Regions from separate parts of the Mus musculus genome. Here region 1 is linked to region 2. A link is a contact called in public Hi-C data. All regions are on one chromosome and are shown on one strand. Each heading gives the region's core, a stretch centred on a gene start, on an enhancer-like site or on the middle of the called end of the contact. The rest is flanking DNA. Distances are from core to core; before and after follow the strand shown. Region 1 overlaps Bmp6 (bone morphogenetic protein 6). Region 2 has its middle 20 kb from the start of Gm47978.

What was found. A called contact is a pair of places that touch in the nucleus more often than the background predicts.
Region 1: a Hi-C map of nephron progenitors shows a contact between it and region 2, with 2.6 times the contacts expected there. The contact joins two enhancer-like sites. A contact is called at or near these places in 5 of 484 Hi-C or Micro-C datasets (embryonic stem cells, nephron progenitors and reprogramming fibroblasts) and 1 of 115 datasets of contacts at active chromatin or transcription factors (pancreatic cancer cells).

What each region holds. Positions count from the first base shown.
Region 1 is chr13:38,428,345-38,435,068 of GRCm38.p6, reverse strand. All of the region lies in intron 1 of Bmp6 (bone morphogenetic protein 6), which reads right to left. Among named protein-coding and RNA genes, the nearest start is that of 4930579J19Rik, 30 kb to the left of the region's middle. Within about 2 kb of position 5,193, at least 4 of the 459 cell types and tissues checked have an H3K27ac peak or open chromatin away from gene starts, as enhancers often do. A contact at or near this core is called in nephron progenitors, where this site is marked.
Region 2 is chr13:38,287,219-38,294,171 of GRCm38.p6, reverse strand. No RefSeq gene overlaps it. Among named protein-coding and RNA genes, the nearest start is that of Gm47978, 20 kb to the right of the region's middle. Within about 2 kb of position 3,536, at least 41 of the 459 cell types and tissues checked have an H3K27ac peak or open chromatin away from gene starts, as enhancers often do. A contact at or near this core is called in nephron progenitors, where this site is marked.

The sequences.
Region 1 (6,724 bases), core at 3,944-6,443, 140 kb before region 2:
TGCTCACCGCAGAAACCACGGTGTGAGCGTTGCCTCTTTGACCCTTGAGCTTCCCCTTATCTTGAGAACCAACATTTTCTAATGCTCTGTAAACACTTAGAACAAGATATGAAGAATGCAATTCCATACTAGAGTGAAGTCCCTGGAAATCAGTCTCAGGGACACTAATAGATCTACTGGTTGGGTGTCACTCTTCATGATTCTAGTTTGTAACACAAGAGGAAATGCATAAGACATAAATACAGAAAGCAACTTGGGGACTGGGGCATCTTTACTTAGTGCTTCAGTTCTTAATGTAACACAATGCCCGAGACCTCAGTATGAGGTTCCTGCCAGCCAGGCATAGTGGTGTGCACCTGTAATCTCAGCGCTCAGGGGCCGGAGGCAGGGGGATTAAGCACTAAAGCTAGTAAGACCGGCTTACTGGCTACCCATCAGCCTCTGTGGCAGTAGGGGCCTTCCTGGTCTCAGGGTGTTCTTGTTAAGTTTGGGATCCTGAGCTGGGTGTTCTCCAGCTCCTTGAACATTTACGGTTTCTCTGATTCTTTGTAGTTATCACACCTGGGGCGTGGCGAGGGGGGAGTCACACACTATGAGGGCTGCCATTTTGCTATTTTTAGGTGACAATAAGATCTTGGAAGAAAATGTATAATTCCTATTTTTAAGTAAGCCAAATAAATATATTTGAGTATAATGTCATTAAAGATTTTCCCTACCAGCATATACCATTAACTAGGGAAGAGCCAATTTCAGGGATTTAGAAAGGATATAGAAATTTACTTAATTATTCTTAAAATACTTTCAAAACTTTGGGCTTAACAATCTCTAGCTCTGTATGCAGGAGGTGGCTAATAATCTCTAGCTCTGTGTGGAGTAGGTGGTCGGACAATTCGGTGGCAAATGCTGAACTGAAAGGCCTCTTGGTGCGAGGGGCTGTGGAGAGATGACATATTTCCAGTCAAATCCACTTCCCCGGACCCTGCCATCTCATAGATGCCATCTTCCCTGGAAGGCTTCCTAAACATTCAACCCCGTGTGCCTGCTTCCCCGCCAGCTCAACACAGCATGGAGTTCAAGCACAGCCACATGCTGGGCTGTCAACCGAAATCAACAGACAGCATTGGGGGGTTTCAACTATGCCAGCCTGCCTCCGAGGGGCCTGGGGGTTTCTATTGAGTCACAGTGGGTGGAATGTGGTCAGCTACTCAGGGCATCCCCCAGACTGAATGTTTTCTGGCATTAATCAGGAGAGGAGCAGTGTGTCTGCACTTGATTTTCAAACCTCATCTCCTCCTTTTCCATCCCTCTGTAGCCACACACAGGGGGAAAAATCCTGTTGTCCACGCTACGCATTCTTTTCCCAATTCTTCTGGGCTGTTCTTCTATTTCTGTGTAGAACAGCTAATCTTCCATAAACCTGGACTGAGTGCAAGAGGCCCATTTTGCACACCCCAATCCCACAAACATAAATAAGGCCCAGACGCCATTAACCCTTGAATGACAGCTTTCCCCCACCACAGATCTAAGGAAGATGATATCTATTCCCCACTAACTCTGATGAGTTTATTACACGTTGCAGAAAGCTACCAGGAATTTCCATTTGTAGAAACTCAAGCCAAAGATTTGGAAAGGATGAATGTTTAAGCAATCACTTAAAATTATTTTTATCAACATGGACATAGAAAGGCTATACACTCTTGTGCCATATACTTGCTAAAATAAGAGGAATCATTACCAAAGCCTGGGATGTTCCTGAGGCCACACATTTCGAGGAGCCTTAGAACAGAGATGAGCAATAGAAAACAGAATGAGCAGAGCCTGTTTGATCTTTCAAAGCAAATAAAATAATCCTGAAATCTAGTGCCCGCTGTTGGAAAGAAAAAAAAGGAAGGGATTATGAAAAGCATCTAAATCTTTGTTAAGAGCCCCATATCTAAAGAATAAATGAAAAGTTTAGAACTGATTAATTCAGAGCTTTTTCTTGTAGTGCTGAGTTGGTATCTACAACAGAAAAATTTGGGATGGTTTCCCCGAGAGCTTCAGAGAAGATTCTGGTGAAAAAAAGTCTGCCCAGTTCATAGGAAGATTTCAGTAAATGTTCAAAATTTAAGAATTTTATCTTAAAGTCTTAAATTCTAGAAACCAAAAAAAAAAAAAAAAAAAAAAAAAATCCTAGAATTCTTCATAGGCTCCAAGAGGTCCCTGATCATACCTGCCCTCCACAAGAGTCTTCAGGATGAATTTGAAGTGTCAGATGTGGGGCAGGGCAAGCTTCTTTCTTGTGACTGGTCGTGTCAACTGTCTACACACCAAACATACATTAGATTCAGCATACATCCTGGGGGCCAGTGACAAGTCAAATTTCTGGGCCCCACACCCAACACTCTGGCTTAGCAGATCTTGTGTAGGCTCCCAGAGGCTCACTTAGAAGGTCCTCAGGAGACCCTGACATTGCTGAATTACAGACCACGCTTGGACAATCAATGTATGCATTAAAAGACTGGAGATGGAACGTGAGGAATCCCGGAGTGTACCACTCTGTCAACTATAACCATTAGGAGACTACTCTATAGGACAATTGCCCACTGGTTTCTGTTTCTTTTCTACTATAGTGCTTTTACTAATTTGTCGAGAGTTTCATACATGCTTACAATGTATTTTTGGTCATATTCACCTCTACTCCTACCCCTAACTCCTCCTGCATCTACCTTCCATACCCCAAACTGCATCCCAATTTTATGAAATTTTGTTTCCTTCAAATAATCCATTGAATCCGATTTCTACTGTCCTTACATGCATAGGTGTGGGGCCATCCACTGAAACACCGCTAATCTACCAAAGGCACCACCCTTAATAGAAACCTTAGTAGCCATCACATATCAACAGCAGCTCAGCTGGAGTTGGGGAGGGGCACTACGAACCCCTTCCTCCTACATGCTGTAGTGTTGACTGGCTTCATCTTGTATCTTGTACAGGCGGTCTCAGATGCTATGAGTTCGTGAGTGAAACAGTCTTGCCATGTCCAGAACATACTGCTTTGCCCCAGTCTTCCCTGACTTCTCTCTTTCTTAGGATCATTTTATTGTCTTTTCTGTGACAATCTCTAAGCCTTGTGGAGGAGGAATATGACATAAATGTCCCACATTATGACTGAGCACTCCACAGACACTTCTCTTCTGCATTTGGGCCAGTTGTAATTTCGGTGTTAGCTGCCATCTACTGTACAAAGAGGCTTCTCTGGTGAGGACTGATAATCTCACTAATCTATGAAGAGCGAGAGATCTTTGAGTTTATAGGGCAGTTGATACCATGTCCATTTAGTAAATAGCGGTAGTAGGTTTACCCTGAGCTCTCAGCCATGGGTTCTTAATCAGATTTACTCTTCCATGTGTGTGGATCAGACCTTAAATCCGATCTGCAAGTGGCCAGGTATACCCATAACATTTGTGCCATTATTGCACCTACTGGCATGTCTGGCCATATAGGCCATTACTGAAGTTCACAAATCCACAAACTATAGACGATCTCCCCCTCAATAGCTGACATAGTACCTCCTAATACTATGAAAGCTAGCCAGTATTGAGGAAGCCTGTTGGTCAATACCAGCTCAATTTTTCCATATTCTATGGCTCAGTTGTCTTCAGCAATAGAATCTTATCATAAAGTTCTGATAGGCAACCAAGAACAATGGCCATAACCTGTATTATTTTGAGGGGTCTTTGGGACACACCCAGCCAACGACTCAAAGGGAAGGTTTCCTATAATTTGAACTGGGCTTTTTGTTCATCAGTCTGTAGTTTCCAGGTGGGTTATTCTCCCATGTCAACTCCAATTAAACATGTGGTTTTTTGTTGTTTTGTTTTGGTGTGTGTGTGTGTGTGTGTGTGTGTGTATAACTTAAAAGGTAGCTGGTTTCCATATGACTTTTTCAAACATCCTCCCCCAACCTCCTCCTCTCTCCTACCAGTCACTATATATTTTTAAATTTATTACATTAGTCATTTTTAGTGTGTGTTGAGAAAAGTAAGCGTATGAAGATCAGAGGATGTTTTTGAGAGTCAGTCCTGTCTTTCTACCATGTTGGCTCTGGGGACTGAACTCAGTTTGTCTGGCTTCACCGCAGGAGCCTTTACCCACTGGACCATCTGGCTTGCTCGCTGATTTCTATTTTCAAGAGTAAAAAGAACACTGACACAAGTTGAATCAAGAGATGTTCAGATTAGAGCCAAGAGTGTTGTTAAGGATTGGGATGGGGTAGCCGGTAGACTGTAGAGTCCTCTTATCAGAAAGATAATGCTGGAGACAGTTTACAATTCAGTATTATGACTCACACTGGACAGGAGAGTTAATATCCCCTTTCATCCCAGGTTACAGAGACTGCTTTATTTCTTGTCTCTTCACTATGTTAAATGAGCTGGCCTCTCACAACATGGGACTTTAATTCTAAACTATATTTTTCTTTTTTTAAAAAAATTAGTAATCCAATTTCCGCTCATATAAGATAAACTAATTTTAGCCTTAAGTGGAAGGCACTAATTCCACTGGGATATAAAACACTGCAATGTCAGCAAATTCACAGAGGCGAACAACTAAGGGCAGACGCCAGCAGCAGAAGTCGCTATTCACCACTCCGCTGTGCTTGGTAGTTTCAGTGAGGATGTGGTCCTTAGAATCACAGAAGACATCATGAGCCAAGACAATGCATTCTCATGACAGAAGTCAAGTATCCCTGTAAGGGAAGGAAGGAAGTCACGGTTCACATAGCTACAAGACGAGAACCTTAAAGGGTCACAACGGTAGTTGTGTAAGTCAATTAGCTGTCTGGAAGTCCTGGGAACAAGACATGAGAGATTAACATCTCACTTTCCCTACAAAGTGATTGCCAACAAAGAAAACACCTTCACCAAGAAGGGATAGATTACAAAATATGTCATCCTCCATTGAGGGCCTTGATCTCTGAAACAAGAGGTCCAGGTGCTAGAAACACAAGGGACCACTCACCCTGGGAGGGCGGATGCAACTGGTCAATTTAATTAAGTTGGGTGTGCTCTGTGGACATGTTTGGTGCTAATATTCTGAAGTGCATTGCTGACTCGTGGCTCAGAATGCAGCCATGTTTGTGTGTGAAAGGGCACATTCTTTCCAAGTGGACCCTTCACACTTGAGCAGTCATGAGGCTGGAGTTGTGTGTCGGTCCAACCAGAGATAAGCAGACTCCAATGTGCCTTCCGTGCCGACCCCATTCATCCTCCCTGGGCCACTTTACACACTGTATTTTGTTTTCAGCTTTTAATGGCCTTCTGACTTCTGTGCTAGAATAATTCATGGTCTCGTTGACCCTCAACATGCTCCTCACGGGGTTGTGTTTTGCTTTCCTACAAAGGCCCTTAGAAAACGGCAAAGCTCTTGAGCCGGATAGTGACACTGTTTTCTGTGGTTAGTCACAAAATACATGCTTACTGATTCCCGCTTATTCCTGTTAATTGAGACCTTTCCAAAACGCCAACAGGGCTAGACCTGCTTTCCCTCCTATGTGTCCCCTGCAGCCATGCCATTAATATTCCATCCTAAATCACTCCAACAGGAGAGCAGAGCAAGCTTGCTTCTTTAAGTGAATATAACAGGGAACAGGAATGGCAGCCTCCAGGGTCTCAAGTTAAAACGATGCAGGTTTTACTCGACACTTACAAATGCCTGTGACCAAGACCATAATGATATGTACACAGAATAGATATGGACACTTAACACACCTGTGTTGTCAGTGTGTAGCATTATCCAAAAAGATAGCCTTTATGAACTCCACGTTGTATAAAGCATTGCCCAGGAACTTGGCAATTACTCCAGGCTATCCTGAAAGGATACCAGGTGAGACTGCTAATCCTTCTTGTTAGCTCTAACAGAAAATCTAGATATGCCCAAAACTCAAAATAGACAAGGGAATTTTCACCTGTTCAAAGATATTATATTCATAGGGTTAAACCTGGAACAATACAAGTACTTAGGATTTAATAATTAGAATTCTGTGAAGGGCTTTTTTTTTTTTTAATCGCCCTGGCAAAGTTTGGCAAGCACCATATTGAAGTGGGGAAAAGTAAAACGTTTATGTAATATGTATGCATGTGCATACACACACATTCTCAGTAAACGAAAGCTAATACTTAGATACCTAGTTTGGCCATGGAATCAGAAATAGAGTCAGGAAAAATGACGACAGTTCTTCTACGCTCAGTAACAGGTCCCCTTCTTGGACTGAATGGCTTTCGAGCAGACTCTTCCTATGTATAGAACAGACACTGATGGAAGGGCAGGGCAGCTCTGTTTCTTGAACCTAAGACTGTGACTAACACATTAAAAAACAAAAACAAAAACAAAAAAACCAAAAAAAAAAACCACTAGGTCTGCAGGGCTGTGTGGCTGGCCTTTGGCTACTTTGTGGGTTCTTCTTTCTCCCACCCTCTCCACCCTCTTCCACCCTTTTAATCCCCTAGCACTAGATGAGAGACAAAGGGCTAGAAAGGAAAGGGGTGTGATCCCCAGATAAAATCAGGGTCAGAAAGGGGTGACGTTATTGCTGGACTACTTTCTGCTGCTTAGGAGCCTCGAGCTCCTTGGGACAAATTTGATCTTTATAGGTAGAATATTTCATTTCTTCTTGTTTCTTTCTTTGCACATGACTACCTAACCAACCTGGACCAACAACCACCAATAGCCCCCAGTGCCCACT
Region 2 (6,953 bases), core at 2,287-4,786:
GAGTCACCCATGTACTTGAACACCAGAAGCCTTGTGTTCCTGCTTACGTAATCAGAGAGAGTAACGCCTCTAGCCTGGTGTGGCGGTGCACACCTTTGATCCCAGTACTTGAGATGCAGAGGCAGGTGGATTTCTGAGTTCAAAGCCATCTTTGTCTATGTGGCGAGTTCGAGGGCACATAAAGAGCTCGTGTCTCGACACAATCAAACAGGCAGGAAGTAACCACTCTTCTTTTCACTAGCCAACATCAACCATTTAGCACAAGAGAGTGATCTCACTCACCGATTTCCTATTGAGGGTATTTATTAACAGCGGACTGGCCAGTCCAGGCAGAAGCAGAGGACTGTGGCCCCTGGCTTTAGATGATTCAAATGGATAATTTTTTCAACTTTATGAAGGCGTGAAATTGATGTACATTCATCAGAACCTGAATTTGGAATTTGGGTCTTTTCCTAGGCTGGTAAGATATGGCTATCATATGGCCTGTGTTGGCCCTTCCTCCTCCTTGGGGCTGAGGGACAAACGCAGCCTTGAAAGCATAAGAGGGAACAGTGAGTCCCGCACAGTGCGCTGTGTGAGTGCTGAGCTCCTTGTTCAGATCTGATAGGCTGAGCGCATCACCAACTCAAGATGCTTCATTTCCAGTGGCGGGAGCAGCTATAATAGAAAATGTTCTCCACATCCCGACATGCACAGGCACAGATGCTCTATCACTGCGATTGAGCTGTAAATAACAGCTCCTAAGCTGCCAGCGGTAGCAGAGACAATGCTATATATTCATCAAATCCCACTTTCCTTTTTCTTTTTCCAGACCCACATTTTCCAGTCTGCTAGCAGTTAGGGAAGCAAGCCTGGGTACTATGAATGTGGAGTTGGTAGAAGTTATCTAAGATACATCTAGGCCTGACCCATGAACCACCCCCCCCTCGCCAGCAGGATGGTCTATCATGGTGACCCCTCTCTTGGCAATCTCTTGGATCATATATGGAATACTTCAATGTCAAAGAGAGACAAGGAATAGAGGTGTAGCTCGGGGTAGTGTACGTGCATGCACAAATTCCTGTGTTCTATCTCAAGTAACACAGAGAGAGAGAGAGAGAGAGAGACAGACAGACAGACAGACAGACAGACACACAGACACAGACACAGACACAGACACAGACACAGACAGAGAGACAGAGGGAGAGACCATAGAGTCCAGAGACAGCACAGTGATAATTCCCAGACCAACACAACATGGACATTTTCTTTGTGAATTTTTGTGGACATTGAAATATGAAGTTTGCTTGTTGCTCTTAGCCTGTCTGACCCCATCAATCACTTGCTCCATAATGGCATTTTAGTTAGTGACAGACTCATATAGTGATGAAGATACTAACGGAGCTGGATCGTTCCCATCACCATTCCCACTGAAGTCATCAATACATAGTGGGGTACCCATCATGTGTCTGCGGTGAGGCTGTGTGTTAAAGTGAAACACACACAGGCATGCACGATCCACAGCAGCCACGAGTGACGACATTACCATTGTGCACCTTGGCTTTTCGTGTATCATTCTTACAGCTCTCGCGCCTTACTCATACAAACTTTGTAAAGTCACCAGCCCTGTGACACTTGTCCATCCTGCGGCTAGTATTTCTAGGCTGCATCAAGAGGCTACAAGAGGTGACTGGCTTGTTGCGTGCAGGTTTGTGTGAGTGGTCTTAGGATGCTCACACAGCGACAAAGTAACCGCCCCACACACACCAGAAATGCCTTCCTTAGAGGGTATACTCATCGTTAAGCAATGCAAGAATTTCCTAAGCCTTGCCTGATGCCCACAGGAAACAACATTGCTTAAAGAGAACTTCATGTTTCAAAGGCACATCGTGTAGAGCCTTATTCAGAGAGCAACAGTGTCATGCATCTTGTCGGCTATTCACAGCATCTTCCCCAAATGTGAGGATGCTTCTTTCATCCTTGTACTGTCCCTAGTACTACCTAAGCACTTGCATGGCTTTCAATTCTCCATTCTCTCCCTCTGTACCCATCATCTTCTCCCAGCCTTTCCTTTCCTTTCTAGGGATCCCAGGCCTTTACACAGTCCACAGTCCCACCTTCTCCTGAATGTGCTAATTCCATTCCCACTTCCTGGCTTGTCTTGTCCGGGCTGTCTTTAGCTGCCCTAGCCATCAAGGGCTATTCAGCTTGAAGATACTGAGCAACGGGTTTATCCCACCCACAGCTTATGTGGCTGGTTTTTGCATCTGGGGCCATGAACGCAGTCAGCAGGCTGGGCAGTTAGGGTGGAAAGATGAATGTCCAGCTGGGGAAATCAGACAAAGGAGAAACCATCAGCAAATTTTGGAAGCCAGGTGGAGAAAATGGGACCTGAAGTGGGCACTCAAAGCTCCTGGGTCTGCATCCTGCCCGGGGAAGCTGGCAGCTTGTAGCACTGAGCTAAACACATGCCAGGAGTCAGAATCTGAAGGAAGAAGGCCGGCCTGAGCAAGGCAGCTGCAAACTGGATTTTGGCCTCTCACCAGCAAGAGGAGTCCAAAGCGCTACAACAGCAAGCTCCAGCTTAGATCCTACTTAGAAACAAGGGCAAGCGGGGTGGTGTTGGCACTTTAGGCCTTTGACCCTAGCACTCAGGAGGCAGAGGCAAGGGGATCTCTGAGAGTTAAAGGCCAGGTCTGGTTACAAGGATAACCGCCCTTAACTGCTTTGGGGAGCTATATGTAGCAGCTGTTTTGCCTGTGTTTTGTTTGTTTGTTTGTTTGGTTTGGGCTTTTTGTTTGTTTGTTTTATTTTTTTTTTGTTTTTTGTTTTTGTTGTTGTTGTTGTTTTTGAGATAGGATTTCTTTGTGTAGCCCTGGCTGTCCTGAAACTGCCCCTTTTGATCAGACTGGCCTTGAACTCACAGGATCTAAGGGGCCATGTTTTATTTATTTTTTCTATCCTAAGTATGGTGTCTGGGAACATTGCAAGGCTAGAGTAAAAGAGAAGCAGAGCCATTGGCATGCATGCTTTCAAAGACATTACTATCACCGCTCCTTAACAGGATCATTCGCAGAAACACCGGCAGAAACAGGCAACGACAATTTCTCTCTCTCTCTCTCTCTCTCTCTCTCTCTCTCTCTCTCTCTCTCTCTCTCTCTCTCTCTCTCTTTCTCTCAGAAACTAATAGTATCTGAGCTTTTCTTGGGTGCCAGACATTCTTTCTAAACGCTGCACAGAGCTGGACAAGAATTGCATAAGATGGGTATCCTAACCCCCAAAGGAGGATGCAGAGTTCATGAGCAATCTGCCCACAGCTGGTCCGCATCACTGCGGGACACCCAACCCTCTGCTCCCTGGCTGGGCTACATTTTCTACAGAGGGGCAGACTGGGGACTGCAGGTGGCTGAAAGGCACCACCACCACCCCCCCCCCCCGCCCCCGTGACTCACAGAGGATTTCAAGTAGAAGCGAAGGCGGTGGCGCCATCCGCTGGTGCTTTAAAAAGGCCAGGGGTGCTTATAAACAATCCTGCCTTGGGACCGCACCCTCCTCCCACGCGGCCATAGGCCCTTCCCAGCTGGGTCTAGCCTTCCAGATCCCTCCCTGGTCTGCTCGCCCTAGGGCTGCCAATGGACCCGCATCCACGCATCCTCCACACACCCTCTTTCTTCTTCCCTCGCCCCCTAGGCTGAACTGGGGACTGCCGCTTGAGTTTCAGTGTTGTTACACCCCACCCCCAGTGAAGTCAGGCAGGGAGCGGCTGTAAACTGTGACTGAGGCAGGACCCCAGGGACCCCTCAGCCTGGCCTGATTTCCCGCCTGCACTCTTCCATTGTGACCTTCAGCATCTGGTATGGGCTCGCTCATGCGAGGGAAGAGTTCTCTGGACTCCGAGAAGCTTGGGTGTGAGGCCTTTTACTGTACATTAAAGTGCACGCTGCTTGCTTAACCTCTCTGGGCCAAGTATCCCTCATCCCTTAAAAAAAAGACAGCATGCACTCCATGGTTGGTAAACTAAATGGAGACAAAGCAAACAGCACTTGGAAAAACTCCCAGCGCACTTACAACTTTAAGCTCCCGAACAGTACGGCAGGACCAACCACAACATTTCATCCCCAGAACCCAGAACAATGAAGCTATCTGCAGACAGCTTCATTCTGACACCACATACAATTCGCTTGAGAGCAACACAGCCTGGCCTCCTGGAGGTGAGACAGCCTCTACCATTCCCTGCTTCTAGGTCTCCCAAATATTTTCATTAGAGAAAATTTCGGACAGGTCTCTACAGACATTGGATACTCAGGTCCTAACGTTAAGGAGTTGCCAAAGTTTTCCTTAAAATGCAGGCATTTGAGTGGTGTCGATAAGGGGTTAATGGCTCTCTTTTCTGCCTTGATACAGTTGCTGTTTCAAGCAGTAAATTCTCCTCTGACCTATAACTGACCCCAGCACACAATCATGTTATTCATATTATAAACAGGGGGACGGTATGTATAATTTCCTAGATTTCTGGGACATGGATCATAACTAAGCTCGCAACCTTTCCTTTGGAGAAATGGTCCCATTTGTTTCTGGTTAGCTTCAAAGCAAAAACTCATTTTTTCCTTGAATGTGTCAGTAACTTGAGTGAAATTTGTCACTTGTTTTTATGAAATATTATTTGCCATTGCCTTCATTTGCCTGGAAAAAAAAAAGAAAAGAGAAGAAAAGAAAAGAAAAGAAAAGAAAAGAAAAGAAAAAAGAAAGAAAAAGAAAACCACCCATAACAACTCACAGTCCCTACTCAGTTCAGGAAGGGCAGTGACAGAATGGCGGTGTCATTTCTGGTCATGGAAACTAACAGGAATCCCCAGGAATGGCCTAAGATGTATCCCTCTGACAGTCTACTTTCAAGAGCCCACTACGGGAGCAAGACCACGGGTGACATCTTGTTCTAATTTAAGCAAGGTTGAACTGCGGGCCAGCTCCTTCAAATCCCAACCAGCACAGAAATTACCTCCTACCAAAAAACCACAAGGTTTCGAGTCTGTAAGAATGAGGCCCACTAAAGTTGGAACTCCAGAGGCCAGGCTTTTTTTTTTTTTTTTTTTTTTTTTTTTCTGAAGCCACCCCATCATGAACAGCGATTTCATTTTCTTTAAATGGGGGGTGACTTGTTTGTCCTAGGATGAAGCTGGAAGCTGAAGCGCGGTAAGAGAGGCTGAAGAGCTGCTTTGTTTCGCCTTGAAAAGAACTAATAACTCCCTTACCACTTCACCGTGAGCCAGGGTTATTTAGAAAACCTTCCACCTATTTATACCTTTCTATATACATCCTTAACAGAGAGCATTTCATTAGCAAGTTACCAGAAGACTCTAGCTGACACACTCTCACAAGTGACTCATGGTAAACAGGATGTCTCTCTAAGAGTGAGGGCTTCCCAGGAGACCTCTTCCCTGCTGGCTGCAGTTCCTAACTGGGGCATGCCTTAGTTCACCTAAGATTAGCAATATTGTGGCGCTTTAGGGGAGTTCTTTGCCTGAGTTTGAAGCCCCGGAGCTTATGACTGGCACGGTCACTTTGAACCCTGCTTGATCTCTAGTTTCAAGGGATAGATGAGCCAGGAGCGGTCCTGAGATGATCCCAATATAGCAGGTACACTCAGGATGACCAAACAGTGTAGTCAGGAACCCAGAGAGGAATGTGTGTGTCACTGTCGGAGATGACCTAAGGGCATAGGAGGGAGGGTGCTGAGGGCAGTGGTCAATGGTGGCCATTTTGATTGGGGCTACCTTCTGGAACTCTTTTGATAGAGGTGGGAAGTGTTGGTGGTAGGGACACTTGGCTCTGTGATGATCTGAGATGATCAGATCACTAATATCACAGGTTGACGTATGTCCCCTCTATTCATATGTGGAAGTCTTGACCTTAAAGTGTGGCATATTCCTGACAGGACCTCAAAGAGGCAGTCAAAGTAAAACAAGGTCATTAGAGTTGGCTTTCATCCAATGTTTAAAAAGAGGAAGTTAGAACACAGACAGACCCTGAAGCCATACAAGAACATAGGAGAAGACACCATCGGCCCACCACAGAGAGAGGCCTTGACATCAGACTTGTAACGTACAGAACTGTGAGGTACTAGATGACCAAGCCTCAGGTCCTAGCAAACAGAATCACTAACTGCCAGGATTTGCTCCTGGATTGGCTGTGAAGCCTCAGTTATGCTCAGAATTTACCTGTGTTAGGCAAATAGAGAAAAGTCTGAGATTTGGAAATTGGATGACCCTTGAGAGTCATCACTGAGTTTGATTTTGTTATTGTTGTTGTTTGTTTTGGAGGGGGTTTTTGATTGTTTTGTTTTGTTTTGTTTTGTTTTAAACCGAAGAAATAATTGCTTTCTGTGAAAGCTTATGGAGATAAACATAAGGTCTATTTAAGACAGCGAGATGGCTCAGAACGTAAAAACACTTGCTGCCACAAGCCTGATGACAATCTCCCACAGCAAAGGGAAAGAATGGACTCTCACGTTCTGTCTTCCAACTCCCACGTCTGTGCTGTGGCAAACACCCACACACACTCGAATACACACACATACAGATGTTGTATGTAATTACACTTTTTCAAAAAGAGAACCTACCTCAGCCTCTTTGAACTAGTGACTGACTCAAAACCACTCGCCATTTTGTCTTCCTCCTTGTCCTGGGGACATTTGGTGGGGCATTATGGCTTGCAATGTCTCCGTGGGTCAGGTGGTACATGATGCTGGCACCTGGTATGTAAAGGCTAGAAAGCTGCTAAGCATCCTATAGAGCAGCCCTCACATCAAAGCTGCGTCGGCCCAGATGTCAATCATTAAGAAGCCCCACCCTGCAGTAAAGTGTATCCTACTGGAGAGATGGTTCATGAATAAGGATGAGAACCAGCAATGGGATGACAGCACCTATGTACAAAGCCGGGTGTGGTCACCACCGGTAACCCAGTGCTGGCAATGG